3 separate regions of the Mus musculus genome follow, and all the other regions are linked to region 3. A link is a contact called in public Hi-C and HiChIP or PLAC-seq data. All regions are on one chromosome and are shown on one strand. The core of a region is the stretch at or near the end of the contact, and the rest is flanking DNA. Distances in the headings are between cores, read along the strand shown.

Evidence for each region. HiChIP or PLAC-seq counts read pairs in DNA pulled down with a chosen protein or histone mark. Hi-C and Micro-C count contacts between places; a contact is called where the count stands out from the background.
Region 1: a Hi-C map of B cells shows a contact between it and region 3, with 2.9 times the contacts expected there. The contact joins two enhancer-like sites. A contact is called at or near these places in 2 of 15 datasets of contacts at CTCF or cohesin (large pre-B cells and pro-B cells), 16 of 484 Hi-C or Micro-C datasets (B cells, the BV-2 cell line, the G1E-ER4 cell line and 7 more), 3 of 115 datasets of contacts at active chromatin or transcription factors (large pre-B cells, memory CD8 T cells and pancreatic cancer cells) and 1 of 9 other capture datasets (embryonic stem cells).
Region 2: a contact with region 3 is called in a RAD21 HiChIP or PLAC-seq map of pro-B cells, with 5 times the contacts expected there. The contact joins two enhancer-like sites. A contact is called at or near these places in 3 of 15 datasets of contacts at CTCF or cohesin (the NIH/3T3 cell line, large pre-B cells and pro-B cells), 3 of 484 Hi-C or Micro-C datasets (cortical neurons, large pre-B cells and regulatory T cells) and 1 of 115 datasets of contacts at active chromatin or transcription factors (large pre-B cells).

The regions. Positions count from the first base shown.
Region 1 is chr5:44,159,685-44,164,609 of GRCm38.p6, reverse strand. No RefSeq gene overlaps it. Among named protein-coding and RNA genes, the nearest start is that of Gm42427, 22 kb to the right of the region's middle. Within about 2 kb of position 2,584, at least 4 of the 459 cell types and tissues checked have an H3K27ac peak or open chromatin away from gene starts, as enhancers often do. A contact at or near this core is called in B cells, where this site is marked.
Region 2 is chr5:44,179,241-44,183,689 of GRCm38.p6, reverse strand. Tapt1 (transmembrane anterior posterior transformation 1) reads left to right here. Exons shown (of 14, transcript NM_173764.3): 12 at 916-992. Among named protein-coding and RNA genes, the nearest start is that of Gm42427, 41 kb to the right of the region's middle. Within about 2 kb of position 1,794, at least 79 of the 459 cell types and tissues checked have an H3K27ac peak or open chromatin away from gene starts, as enhancers often do. A contact at or near this core is called in pro-B cells and regulatory T cells, where this site is marked.
Region 3 is chr5:43,840,009-43,844,756 of GRCm38.p6, reverse strand. Bst1 (bone marrow stromal cell antigen 1) reads right to left here. Exons shown (of 9, transcript NM_009763.3): 8 at 4,267-4,326; 9 at 1,289-2,760. The coding sequence ends at 2,655. Among named protein-coding and RNA genes, the nearest start is that of Bst1, 23 kb to the right of the region's middle. Within about 2 kb of position 3,421, at least 86 of the 459 cell types and tissues checked have an H3K27ac peak or open chromatin away from gene starts, as enhancers often do. A contact at or near this core is called in B cells, pro-B cells and regulatory T cells, where this site is marked.

The DNA.
Region 1 (4,925 bases), core at 1,335-3,834, 320 kb before region 3:
GAGCCCCATCCCGTGATCTCATTGCACGGCCAGGATGGCCCCTGAGGTCCCAGGAGACAACATTGCTTTGCATTTGTAGAGTGCTGTAATTGTATCTGCACTCTGCTATAGTAGTGTGGGTCTGTGAGACTGTTCCTTCCACACTCGTCCTTTCTCAGGGAGGTCCTGTCAGAATCACTTCCTTTTTATAGATGAAACAGAGTTCCAAAAAAAAAAGCTGAAAGTGCCTAGTGACATGATATGATCAGTGGCACGGGAGGAATAGAGCTCAGGTGCTCTGGCTTCAGAAAGCATAGCATCATTAGCCCGTGAACTCTATCTACAATCTATCTGTGCTACTGAGGACTATGCTGGCCATTTAGCCCATGGCTCTGTCCATAGAGCAGACAGGACCATCAGACCCAAGTGGAAGGTTGTAGACCCCTCCGCTCCTATGAGTGTTTTTAAGCATCAGCTCGCTATTCAGAGACTTGCATGGTGAAGAAAAGACTTCTTTCTGTGTGACCCACTGCGAGGGCACGGGGCTGTTAACCACACACGGTGTTCATCTGCAACCCAAGGACAAACTTATCTCAGGTTTCTATCTCTAGGGTCCAGAGAGGATAAGGAAGTCCCTAAAATCATGCAGATTTGGTAGAGATGATGTCAGTTTGCCTGATGCCAGTGGCAGACTGTATAGGGTGGTGACATTGCTCCCTTCAAGGTCAGAAGCAACATTACAAGATGGGAGTGGTATGAACCACAAAATAGTGATTAAGAAGGGGCCAGCTCCTGTGAATGGAAGCATAAACCGAGCCCAGACTGAAGCAACGTCTCCTCAGGAAAACTCCTGGACTGCTGACTTTCTCAAGCATCACTACAGATGGGACACACTTAGAAATAATGAGCTCTGGCTGTTCCCGAGAAGAACCAACACTCGTGTTGTCTGGCAGTTTTTCCTTCCAAGTAACAACTGTACAATCTAGCCTGTCCTCTCCAGCAGGAGACTAAGCAAGACTCCTACAGTCTAAAATATGACAACTAGTCACACAAGGTGACACATAAAAGCTAGAAGCATGGCATGGGGGTTCATAACCATCTATAATGAGATCTAGTGCCCTCTTCTGGTCTCCAGGCATACATGCAGACAGAACACTGTACATAGTGAAAAAATAATTTTTTTTAAAGACACATAAAAGAGAATGACAATAAAAAAGGTGGGTTTTTAGTTCAAGCCTATAGTGGAACAACTTCATGAGACGGAAGATGGAGAAACATGAGGCCTGATTTTCCTCCAGATGCACTCTTGGGATAAAGCAGATGGGGTACCTTCAGCAGGTCCAGGGCCGAGTTATGGTGCTGGTCATGCCTCACAATGGATCTAACCCAAGAGGTTTATTGCGGCGTGGGGAGAAAAATGCCATCTCAGAGTGGGGACATGAGCGATAGAGACAGATGGACAGAGAGTCTGAGAGACATAGAGAATGAATAAGACAGAGAGCCATCTGGGTTGGCTAGGACCTTTTAAAAGGGGTACGTGCAACTCATAGTGACAGGGGAAATGTGCCCCCAGTGGATGCAGCGAGTGATGATGTAAGCTGAGTTGCTGAAAAGCAGGTTGGTGGAACGGGCTTGTTTACAGCACGTATCCTCCCCATGTTCACCTCTACCGCCTGATATTAGGAACTGAAGACAGCAGGTGGCATCTCCACTGATGCCCTCAGCATCTGTGAGAACTGTAGAGCCCTTGGTAAAGCAACGACTCAAACCATCATGAGAGCAGCTGTTTGGGCTCTCTGGGCAGTTGAGCATACCTAGAAGTCCTCGGGAAAGAAGGCAGCCACTGCTTTTGTATTGGTCTGGGTATAAGTGGTGAAATCTCCAGACTGCTTTCCCCTATCTATGTTTATGAGGGAGCCCTGCTGGGGCTGGAGGTCTAGAGAACTCCACAGGCTGGCAGGAAAGCCTAGAGTATTCTCACAACTCATGTTTCCTATCTCCAGGCCCCTAAAAGTCAAGATCTGAAAGGCCTAGTGAATGATCTGCATGGGTGGTTCTCAACCTGGGGGTCGCAAGCCCTTTGGAGTCTACTGACTCTTTCATGGGGGCTGCTTAAGACCATCAGAAAATATAGGCATTTACAGTAAGATTCATAGTAGTAGCAAAATTATGAAGTAGCAATTAAAATAATTTTATGGTTGGGATCAAGGAACTGTATTAAAGGGTCCCAGCATTGGGAAGGTTGAGAACTACTAATCTACGCCCTTGTACTCTACAAGGAATCTATAAACACATTAGAAAACCAGGGGTAGCATAGTTATGGGGGAGATGAGAATGCAGGATCTTAAGAGCATTGAAAGTGGGGCCTAGGGACCAATAGGGTTTGCCAGGTGGCACTTCAAAAGAGAAGCCCTTGGTGGGGGCAGGTCTCTGAGATGCTGGTCAGCTGTGGACCAGGCTCCTCCTTCAGGGCATCTAGAAATGACCTCTTTGTTACCTACCATCTACCATTTGAAAGGTGACAGCCAGCATAGCTAAGGCCTGAGTCTGCTGTGACTGGTGACTTCATAGGTTTCTGGGAAGGGAGATATAGCTCACACCCTTGGATCTGAATAATGTTTTACTACACATAAATGTTTGGTGGTTTAAAGCAACTGACCAGCTCCTCCCGTCACATAGTCATCTGTGCACCTTATGTTCTAGCCATATACATTCACGTGTGTATACATGCGTACATATTTAAATCTAGATCCTGCATGTGAGAGGAGATAGACATTATTTGTCTGAGTCTGGCTTGTTTCACTTAGCATAACACTGTTTAAGTCTTCTCCATTTTCCTGCAAATAAAAACATATCACTTTCTGTAGCTGGAAAAAATTCCACTATGTGTTTGTACAATGTCTTCTTTGCCTAACCATTTATGGATGGGACCCCTGGTTCTGTATCTTAGCTAGTGTGAAAACTGCAATAATATTGTGAGTGTGCAAGTATCTCTGTGCTGTGTTGACTTGAGGTTCTTCAGGCATATACCCTTAATTGTTTAGCTAGAGCTATGGTAACTCAAAAAAAATTTTTGAGGAATCTCCATACTGATTTCCATAACAGTTACACTATTTTACATTCCTACCAGCAGTGTATAAAGGTTTCTTCTTTCCTTTCATTCTCATTAGCATTTAATTTTTGAACAACTTTTCTAGACTTTAGAGATAAACCTGTCAGATGTATGGCTGGCAAAGACTCTCCAATTCTGTAGGCTTCCTCTTCAGTATGTTGATTTCTTGCTTTGCTGTGTGTTTAAATCTCATGAAATCCCATTTGTCAAGTCTTAGCTTTGCTCTCTGGCTTATTGGAATCCCTTTCAAATAGACCCTTTTCTGTGTGCATCTTCAAGGGTGCCTTTTTCCCCCTAGCAGTTTGACAGCTCCAGGTCTTCTGTTAATCGGGGCAGGGAGGAGCAAAGGAGAGGTTATTGAAATATGTGTGTCACAAAAGCAGAAGAAGGGGCAGTTGGGTTTAAAGAGAGGGAAGGGAGACAGATGAGAAAGATGGGAAAGGGAAGGTAGTGGAGGGGGCAGATAAAAAGAAAGTATAATGCTTATATTTTTGAGAGTGACAATAAATGATTATGACTCTCCTGAAGAGCTATTTGCAGAAAAGTTTTTAAAAATTAAAGATCTATAAGCGAACTCAATATATCTAATGGTGCAGAGTAGCAGCTCAAGTTTTAAAATCAGGTCATCTTAAATTTAGTTAAAGCTTCGACTTTTTACCAATGCCCTCGGGAAATCAAGATCTCCAAGTGTCTGTGACTTCATCTGAAAAAGTGGGACTAATGATAACAACGGAGAATTTAGGGCCTCTGAGCATCAATTGAGGCAACATCTGCAAGACAGTTGGTTCAGTCACAAACCATTATTAAGCATCCAATATAAAGTTGTCCCTTTATTGTGGTTAAGAATCAATTCTGAGGACAAGGGATGTTTTTCATAGTGCTCAAAAAGAGCACTTATGCTCATAAAAGCACAAACTGTAGTGCCTTTTAAAATGTGAGATGTTCAGATAAATTAGAGAGCCTCCATAGCATACAGTTCCATGCTGCTGTTTTTAAACACAGGGAAATCTTTTTTGGCATAGAAAAAATGTTTAAATGTGTTGTTTAATGGAAGAAGGAACTGCATTTAAAATTATACAAAAAAGGAAATCTTACAAAACCACCAAGAATATTGGTCACTGTTAGAAGTACAAAGGTCCTTGTAATCACAGATATCACCAGGGAAACCACAATGTCGAACACACAGGGTTGTCTTTTCAAAGGAAAAGATGTATAACCTGTTTTCCGCCCAGAAGGCTGAGAATGGAGTTGGCTAATAGTCTAGGTAACCCCTGTGCTATCTGTGGGGCCAGGCCATAACCTGGCTCCTCAAAACTCCCACAACTAGGACTGGAGATAGATGATAGGCTAAATGACCTTTGTATTGTCTGTATGACTGAGACCATACCAAATCCTCCCCTAGGTCCTTAAGATAACACATGCAACCTATCTGTAGAACCAGTCTTCATGGAAAAAGTGACGTGTACTTTGAGAAGAGTCTCACTGTAATTATGCTTTCTTGTACACATGGGGTTACATTACACCAGAAAACTTTTTTTTTTTTTTGTACAATTGTACTATACTTAAATATGCCTACAATAAACTGTCTGGTATCAGACTCTAGGAGTTTGAACCAACACCAGTTACTGACTCATGCTGAACTGGATTTCCTTCTTGCCTCACAGGGATTGTTACTTAGCCAACTCTGGTATCCACAGAGACCTCACCACAAGTCACACTGTTGAATGATCTTGTAAGTGTACACAGTCAGGATGCTAAGTGATTTTTCCCCCTATCTATGATTTTTTTAAAAAGGCTGTTTAGTCTGAGCTTCATGTCAACATTGAACACGAAC
Region 2 (4,449 bases), core at 545-3,044, 340 kb before region 3:
TAGTGGCTATTGTGCAAGAGTAGCTTTCTGTGCTAGAGGCTGTGCTACAGCTGAGGGCTTTCTGGTACTTTTCTCACAGTGAGATTGGACTAAGCATATGACAGTCCATTCCCATATCTCACTTCTGTTGTTGTTCTTATTTGTAGCATTCAATTATATTCAAGGAACCACAGTAGAATTTTGACACTACTAGATGAGGCAGCCAGTTACCTCTGCTTCATTTCCGTGTAGCCACTCATGTAGCTGTCATGTGTAAATTGTTCTCTCAGCTGCTCCCACCAGACTCATTCAACAGGCTTCCAGGGATAACACTACTCGGCCTATATTTCTGTTACATAAGAAATGGAGTGCCAGCCATAGGTAACCAAAAAGACAGAAGTTCATGGCTTTCAAGTAATTAACTGTGTGCTTAGTTTCTTAAAGAGTGTAAGTCTTTCAAGGTTCCCTTTGCTCTATGCTCCCTACAAGTTATTGGGGCCTCTTAAAGAATTCGAACAGTGGACAGGAAAAACCAGGAACGAGAAAACCTGCTCAAACTGGTTTTATCTCTAGCAAGACCTGGATGAGCGCCTTCAGAGCTTACAGAATGAGTTTCTACTTTACAAATGGCAGCTGCTGTGTGCCTCTGTGAGATGTAAGTAGAAGTGCCGTCAATGAGATAGGCTGCTGGGGCTTCCCGGAGTGGGCAGGCAACAGCAGGCCTTGCCTGAGCAAACCCAGTCCACCACAGATGACTGAAGAAGTGTTTTGTGTTAGGAAGTCTAGAGCCAGCCTCTTGGACCTAGATGCAGGTATGCTCTAAAATGTTAAACTAAGAGAGAGACAGTTTTAAATATCAGCTAATAACTCTATGGCTCTGTTGTGTCTCTGTGTTTGTGTGTTGTGTGTTGTGTGTTGTGCTTTGTTCCTGGCTAGCTCATCAGAGTTGTAACAAGCTCAATTAAAGTGCAAGGAATCCTGTCCTACGCCTGTGTCATACTCTTCTATTTTGGGTAAGATCAACTATTCTTGATTATGTTTTGACTTTACTGTAAAGTATGTATTGACTGCAAGATGTAATAGAAGCTAATTGCATCCAATGGTAGTTTTCCTATTCTGTGTACTTGAGTTTGAATCTTTAATCAAAAGTTTATAGTAAGGTCTTTTTGCTCAAGATTTATAGTTCATCCATACTTGATTCTTTTTAGGAAAAGTCTTTCATTAGAGTCAAGTTTCCATATTTAACAACACCTTTGGTTTTCCTTTGTACTTGCCATGCTAATAGTCAGTACACCGGGCTTGGTTCACATTAACCTAACTGATACAAAAATGTAGTTTTTGTGGCTATAGCCAACTGAAACTTTTGAAAATTTGGTCCCAACTAGCTTACATACCTGTCTGGTTGTGAAATACAAGCAGTAAGTAAGCAGTTTAAGTAATTTATGATAATCATAAATGATAACAAGAAAATGATGTCAAATGTTACTTTGCCACTTTTTGATTTTTCAAAAAGTGAAATAAAGTAAGGAGCCTACCTGAGTTTTGATGTCTTTGCCCAAAGGGGAATTGGGAACCCATGACTGATCTGGTTTATACATGCTGGGATACATGGGCATGGGTTTGAGGAGTGCTGGTCTGTGGGAGAGGACAGCCCTGAGCACCACCAGAGGAAAAGGCTGTGGCGCGCTAACTTCCTGTAGAACCTGGTTTCCAAAGCCATCTGTGGTTCCAGTTTCACATTTGAGTGTTATGTGTATCTTCCTGGAACCCACACTGCTGGGCACGTGGCAGGCACCCAAGACTCCTCTGTACAAGCAGCTGAGACACAGTCACTCCTGTGGGCTGCACTTGATATCCCTTGTGTATTGCAAGTCATGAGTGTTTCACAGTGCCTGTCTCAGCCCTCCTCCAGAGCTGTGTTTGTTCAGGTGACTGATTGAGTGCTGAGATTGCAGGTGTTTGCACTACCATACCTGGTGTGTGCTGTGTTGAGCATTGTCTTGGGACTCTCTGCATGCTAAGCACATATTCTGCTAACTGAACTACGTCTCCAGTGCACACCTTTTGTTGTTTTTGAGACAGGATCTCGAATAGCTCAGACTGGCTTTGAGCTCACTGTATACCAAAGGCTGGTTTTGAACTCCTGATTCTCCTTCCTCTGCCTCCTGAGTGCTGGGATTACTGGCAGCATGCCACCATACACAGCTCTCTTAAATTTGACATTAAGTTTTTTATATTAAATTATACAATATTAGAAATTTTACTGTATGCTTTCTTTTCCAGGTAGGAGTTAAAACTTCCATCTCAGAAAATTGACTTTTATTTTTATGTTCTGGACTCTTCCAGTCTTTTTGAGTATTTTCCCTGAGCTGTTTCTTCCTTTGACTGGAGTCACACTGGCCTTTTGTTCTTTCTCCTTTTCTTTTACTAATATGCCAAAGATGTTCCAACTGCACACTGAAGACAATGTTAAAATTTTAAACTATGTGTTGTTTTTGAGGGTCAATATTTAGGGAAATTTCTTTGTACTTAGACTGCATAACAATAGATATTAAAATATTTCTTAACAACAAAATAAACCATGATGCTCCTTCCGTAGTGCAGGCTCCCACACCCTGCCTGTTGATGTTCTTAGCATAGTTTCCTTTTTTCTACTTGCTCTGGTCTTTGTTTAACTTTGTTCTCATAGTTTGAACATAAGTCAGGAAAGTAATGCTTTCATATGGCATACATGAAAGAAAACCTTTCTGCATAGTTCTCCGGAGAGGATGTGTGCCTGTCAGCTGTAGGGGGAAAGACGAGCCCACCACTGCCCTTCCCCATCTATTCAGCAGCCTTGGCTGCCAGGTTCCAGACTGCTGTAGGGATTGACCAGAAAGAAGACAGACAAGTTTTGTCCCTTGGTATCTCTGAAGTTGTAGCATGCAAATAGACAGGAGATATATTCTCTAGAGACTTTTGGTAGTGAGCAGTGTGAAGAAAAATGTGGAGGTGTCAGGAGATGAAGAGTGACAGATGGTGGCTTTTGAGCACAGCAGAAAGCAAGCAGAGTTGAGTACAGAGTGTAAGCCTAGACAGTGGGCTGTGTGAAGGCCCCTGGCAGGGGAGGTAGCTCCAGAGTCTCACAAGAAGGCTTTTTGTAAGAGCCACTCAGCTCCCGTGTGAAGGACAGTCTGGAGTGTGACAAGAGGATCAGTGAGTCAGGAAGCAGTGGGCACCGCCAGGGAAAGGTGACCAAGGCTGGAATGGCAGTGCTCGAAGTAGGAGGACAGGACGTGTCAGGTGGATGCACACTGCCTGTGCACGAAGTATAAAGGAGCAACTTCAGATACGGCTGCAGAACCTGGGCTCAAGCAGGGAAGGCAATAGAGTTGTCACTTACTGTGACAGAAGCAACATTTTAGGGGTGGGGAGAGAAGGTCCTGGGGTAGGGATGACTGGAATTGGGGATTGGTTTGGTAAGTTTGGAAACCCCGGAAACAGGGGAGGAAGAAGGGTATAGTTTGGGGAGACCTGGAACTGACAGCAGATTTGCACCCGTGTTCCATGGAGCCATCTGTGCTGTGCTCTGAGCCCCTAGTGAAAGGCCTGAGGACCAGGCAAGAATCCTCGTGTGTCTCCTGCATTGACTCACAAGTTGAGCCACTGATGATGCTCACTGGCTTGTAATTCCATGTTCCTGACAGTCTCATCTCAGGCACCAAATACAACCTCTATTCCCTCATGTTACGGCTGTCCGTCAGGGCCCATGGTGTGTGAGAAGATGGGACTGGGATGCTGTGCTCTCTAAATTGTCTCGCCATAATTATAGCAGATGCTTTACAGTATTAGTTTTTGGCCTAGAATTTCCATGACTGTAATTATAGGTATTAGCAGTTTATTTTAACAAAGTACAAGATTAAGCTAACTTTTCTTAATTACAAACTTTTTAATAGAAGCAAAATGTTAGAAATAATCCAGATGTCCAGAAATGGGAGCTCTTACAAGTAAGTTTTTGTTATATAGCCCATACCACAAAGCATTCGTAAGATAACTTAGGAACAGTAATGGACAAGAAAAAATATTTGTAAAACTATGTATTATGTATGGTGTGTGTGTATGTATGTATGTGTGTGTGTGTGTGTGTGTGTGTGTGTGTGTGTGTGTGTGTGTGTATGTGTATGTGTGTGTATGTATGTATGTATTATATAACTATCAGCTGTGAAGAATTTTTCCCAGAACCACAAAGAACTCTACTTACACACTGAGGCCATACCCCTCCTCTAATTCCCACTTTACCTCCACTACAGCCTTGTAAATCGACCCCATTTCTGTACAGGGGGAAGGTACAAATGACGTGCTCAGAGCAAATGACTAATAATATATGGGTGCCACACAGGGAACTGTCTCTTATTTTTTGTCCATCTGAATCTACCTATTTTATAGAACAGAATATATGTTGGATTATCTATATTAGGAAAAGCTGCTGGC
Region 3 (4,748 bases), core at 2,172-4,671:
TCAGGGGCAGGTGACCTGTGGATCTCTGTGAGTTTGAGGACAGCTTGGTCTGCATCATGAGTTCCAGGACAGCCAGGGCTACCCAGAGTAATCCTGTCTCAGGAAAAAACAAAACAAAGCAGAAAGCAAACAAACAAACAAAGGAAGAAGACTAGGAAGGCTGTAGGGGGTGGGTCAGAATAGTGTTATTGTTTTTCTAAACTAAAAAAGGTTCTAGGAGAGGAGGTGACGTCCAATGTCTAAGCAGGGCTTTGAATCTGCCAGATAAATGACAGAGTAGGAAGAAAGGTCAATGAAGAGAGAACAGCAAGTTCAAATACCCAACGAAGAGAAAATAGGGCACAAGTGGGCTCTAGCAATGAAGTGATCTGGGTGACAGGGAGCTGGGCATGGCGCCTCTAAGAAGTGACAGCATTTTTACAGTAAGCTATGGTAACTATCAAATGGACCTCTACCATATGTCAAGTCTTTGTTACTCTATAGTGCCTCACATCTCACATCTGTTCTTCATCCTCCTGAATCTGACTGTGTTCCCCACCCCTGTCTTGGCTGTGACTCACAAGTCCCAGAGAATCCTAGTCTGGAAGGGGGACTGCATGTGCCTACTGGGTGCCTGGGTGTGTGCTGGGTATAAAAGCTGGGTATAAAAGGGGGAAGGCGGGCTGCATATAACTCAACAGTGCTAACTATATCCATGATGATAGTGATGAGGATGAAAGTGACTGGAGAGCCATCCATCTTTGGACTATTACAACACAACTCACATAGGCTACTTCATCCAGAAACAATTTATTTGGGTTCAAAGCATTGAAAGTGTCAGGTCGCCGGGCGGTGGTGGCGCACGCCTTTAATCCCAGCACTTGGGAGGCAGAGATAGGCGGATTTCTGAGTTCGAGACCAGCCTGGTCTACAAAGTGAGTTCCAGGACAGCCAAGACTATACAGAGAAACCCTGTCTTGAAAAAAAAAAAAAGAAAAGAAAAGAAAGAAAAGAAAGTGTCAGGTCCTAGCATCACAGTATAAACTTTACCCTGATTGAGTCTCATGGAGCAAATTTGTGTGTGGATTCCAAAGGGGTGGAGTTAGGTAAAGAGTGAAGAGAAATCAGGAATCAAGAATCAGAACTAACTATGTCAACCATATTAGCTTTGAACTAACAGAGATTCTCCTGCACCTACCTCCCAAGCGCTGGGATCAAAGGCCTGTGATAAGGCATGGAAGGCTGAGGAAGCCATAAATTGCCTATCAGGGAACTCTCATGCCTGCTGTCTATAGGTAGAGAACAAATGTATCTGTGACAGGATTTAATTTTGTTTTATTCTCTTCAGGAAATGTTCCCTATTCAACCACATTTCTGCACACATATGGTAAGTGTGTTTCCTTTTTTTCTTTGATATACTGTAAAGAAGCAGAAAATATTAATAAGCCAAAGATCAAAAACAGAATAGCTGTGAAGTCCCTATTCAGAGAGAACTGCACTCTCCTTGGGGTTATTTTCTTTTATTCATTTACAGTGTATGCATATGCTATAAACACACATAAGGAATGTGATAGTATTTCTTACATTCATATTATATTTCATAACACTTGCATCATATTGTGAGTAGTTTTATATCCCATCTCTAACACATGTTAACATTTTCTTATGTGATGAAATGTTCCTAAGACAAAGATGTTAAATTTGCATCCTGTGAGATTTACTCCTTCTGATGCACAGCTTTGAGAGTTTTGAGAAGTTTATGTGAGATGCCACCTTGGTGTTTCTCACTTCTCCTTTAACTTAGCCCCTCCCCCCCTCATGCCTCTGGCACCCCGCCCACCCATCCTGGAATCCACCGCATTCCTCTTTCTCCATAGCTTTGTCCTTTTCAGAACTCTGTATTTTTATCTGCAGTGTGTAGCCATTTGGTCAGGCTTCTTTCCCATAGCACAATGCACTGGAATTGCCATTCATATGACTATACATCAATACTAGTTCCTGCTGATGGCTGAGCAGTAGTGCCCAGTACAGAATGCACTACAGTTACAGAATGCACTACATTTGACTTAACTGTTCACCAGTCAGGTGACACACATGACATTTACTTAACAAATGAACGTTCCATCCTATGGGTATACAAAACCTTATGTAGCAGTTCCAAACCTGTGTGTGCTTGTGTGTGCTTGACATTTTGGGTTATTTCCTTATCATAAGTAGCCATTAAATAGACATCTTTAGATATACATCTTTGCATAACATCTATATATGTATACCTTTATATGCTGTACATGTAATTGAAGCTCTTAACAAACACGTGTTGTATCATTTGAAACACAAGAAAATACAGAAAATAAAAAATACAGATGCTTCCATAAATACATTTAATTATTTAAGATTAAACTATTCTCCAGGTCTCAGTGCTTTGTACCATTATCAAATAAGAGATAATAACTTTAACTCCACAGTAGCAACTTCTGTCTGCTAAGCAGGACTAGATGAATGCCTTGTTTCTTGAATCATGAGTGTAAATACAACTGGATTACCGTCTGGTTACATTGTTTTTCTAGAAGGGTTTGTCTTGAGACAGTGGGTTTCCTTAGTTTACACAGGACAGTGGACTACTCAAGGGTTGCTGCAAGGCTGGCTTCTGTTAGAACCCTGTGGGGATTTTCTAGTCACGCCTGAGAACTTGAAGCCAAAGCTACTAAGAGAGAAATGAGAAGGCTGGCGTCTCCTATTGCATGAAGAGATGCGCTCTCCCTCCGCATAGATGCTGAGGCTCTAAAGAGAATAAGAGAAATAGAGACAACATGAGTGTGTGACAAAAATCACAATGCACGCCACAGAAACGTGTGGATAGAACAGAACGCTCATAAAGTGAAAGTAAAAATTCTTAATCACTCTATTCCCATCGAACCACAGTTAATAATGTCAGTTGTCCTCCCAAGGAAGACAGCACACGCATGTACACACACACACACACACACACACACACACACCCCTCTTTATGTAAACACACAGAATGCTATTTGCTTCCTTTGCCTGACACCACCTCTTGGCACTTGGACACAGTTCATGCCGGCACACACACAGAGTCAATTCATGTTTCCTTGTGTATGCATTTCTATTTTACAAATGTTCTAGAGTGTTAGCCAAGTTCCTTATTGGTGAATAGTGTATCATCAGAGTTTAGCTGATTAAGAAAATCTTGTTCTGACTTTAAAACACTGAGCAGAGGCCCTGGCCAAATCTCATTTAAACTAGATAAGATCTGACCTTCTGAGTTTTTGAAATAGAAATTACTGAATTCTTTTCAACCAGTTAAAAGGTGAATTTAAAAAATAATAAAACTATCTTATCTTGGTTCAGAATCAAGACCCATCGATCTGGACTTGTTAGTGGCCACGTATCTTACCAACTTCCTTAGGAAGCTGAAGCCCCTTCTTTACTAGCCAATGGCGCCCTCTACTGGACATTCACTATAGTTGCAGTTCTGATTCTGTTTATGTCTATATTGCATTTCTATATTCAGTTTATGCACTATGTTTCTGGGTCTATGCTAGACGTGTTGGTTTGACACATTTCAGAGTCAAAGATGGTTGTGAGCCACCGTGTGAATGTAGGGTATCATCCCTAGATCCTCTGGGACAGCATATCTCTAGCCCTAGAATCAATTCCTTAAAAAAATATAGGAACATCTCCAAGACATACTGTTAAGAGAAAAAGAAAACAAACCCCAGAATCTTATCTATATTATCATTTATTATAACTTATATGAGAGATCTATGTGTGTTATGTGGGTACATGACCATGTGTGTGTATGAATGCACACATGTGCTGTGACAGGAATATCTTACTCTATAAGGACACACAAGAATATAGAAGTTATGGTCTACCTACTCTGAGCTTTAAAAAAAAAAAGCTGGATCATATAAGAATAAAAAAATAACAGTGTTTGTTCTCCTGACCCTTTTAATAATCGCAAACTTTGTTTCTAGCATGTATATTAATCTTTCACAAAATAAATTAAGATTAAGAAGGAAAAGGTCCAAGGTCGCCCTGTGGCCCCACCTCTAGAATTGTCTGCTGAAGTGTGCTAGGTAGAGTATGGTGTTGGGCCGTCTGGGAAGTTAGCTCAGCTGGCAGATGTCTGTGGAACTTGCGACAATTTAACCAGAGACTGAGAGGCTACAGTGCAGAAATGACCTGCTCCGCAGTGAGCTATTTAGGAAATGGATGGACAATCAGACTACAGTTCACCTGTGTTGATTCAGGCCATTTACTTACGAGTTCATGATACAGTCGGGGTGAGTGCTGTGGTCCACACACATTAAGAACTTCACTGGTCTACAGAAGAAAAACCGTACTTAAGAGATTATCCAAATCACTCCTTCGAGTTAAACACCTATGATGTGGTTGCAAAGCGCTTGGAACACAAAACACATCTTTGAAGAGCCTACAGTTTCCTCCTTTATAAACAATACTGGCTAGGCTGGGACTGGTGACTCACACCTTTAGTCCCAGCACTAGAGAGGGAAGCAGAGGCAGGCAAATCTCTGTAAGTTTGAGGCCAGCCTGGTCTTCATAGAAAGTTTCAGGACAGCCAGAGCTATACAGAGTGACCCTGTCTCAGCACCCTTCTCACAACAGGTAGCATTTATCCAGCACTTACTATGTTCCACAAATATTGTCTGTGTTTTATTTAGGTCATACCATCCGACCCTCAACAATCTAATGAAGTCGATCCTATTTTCAACCACAATTTGCTG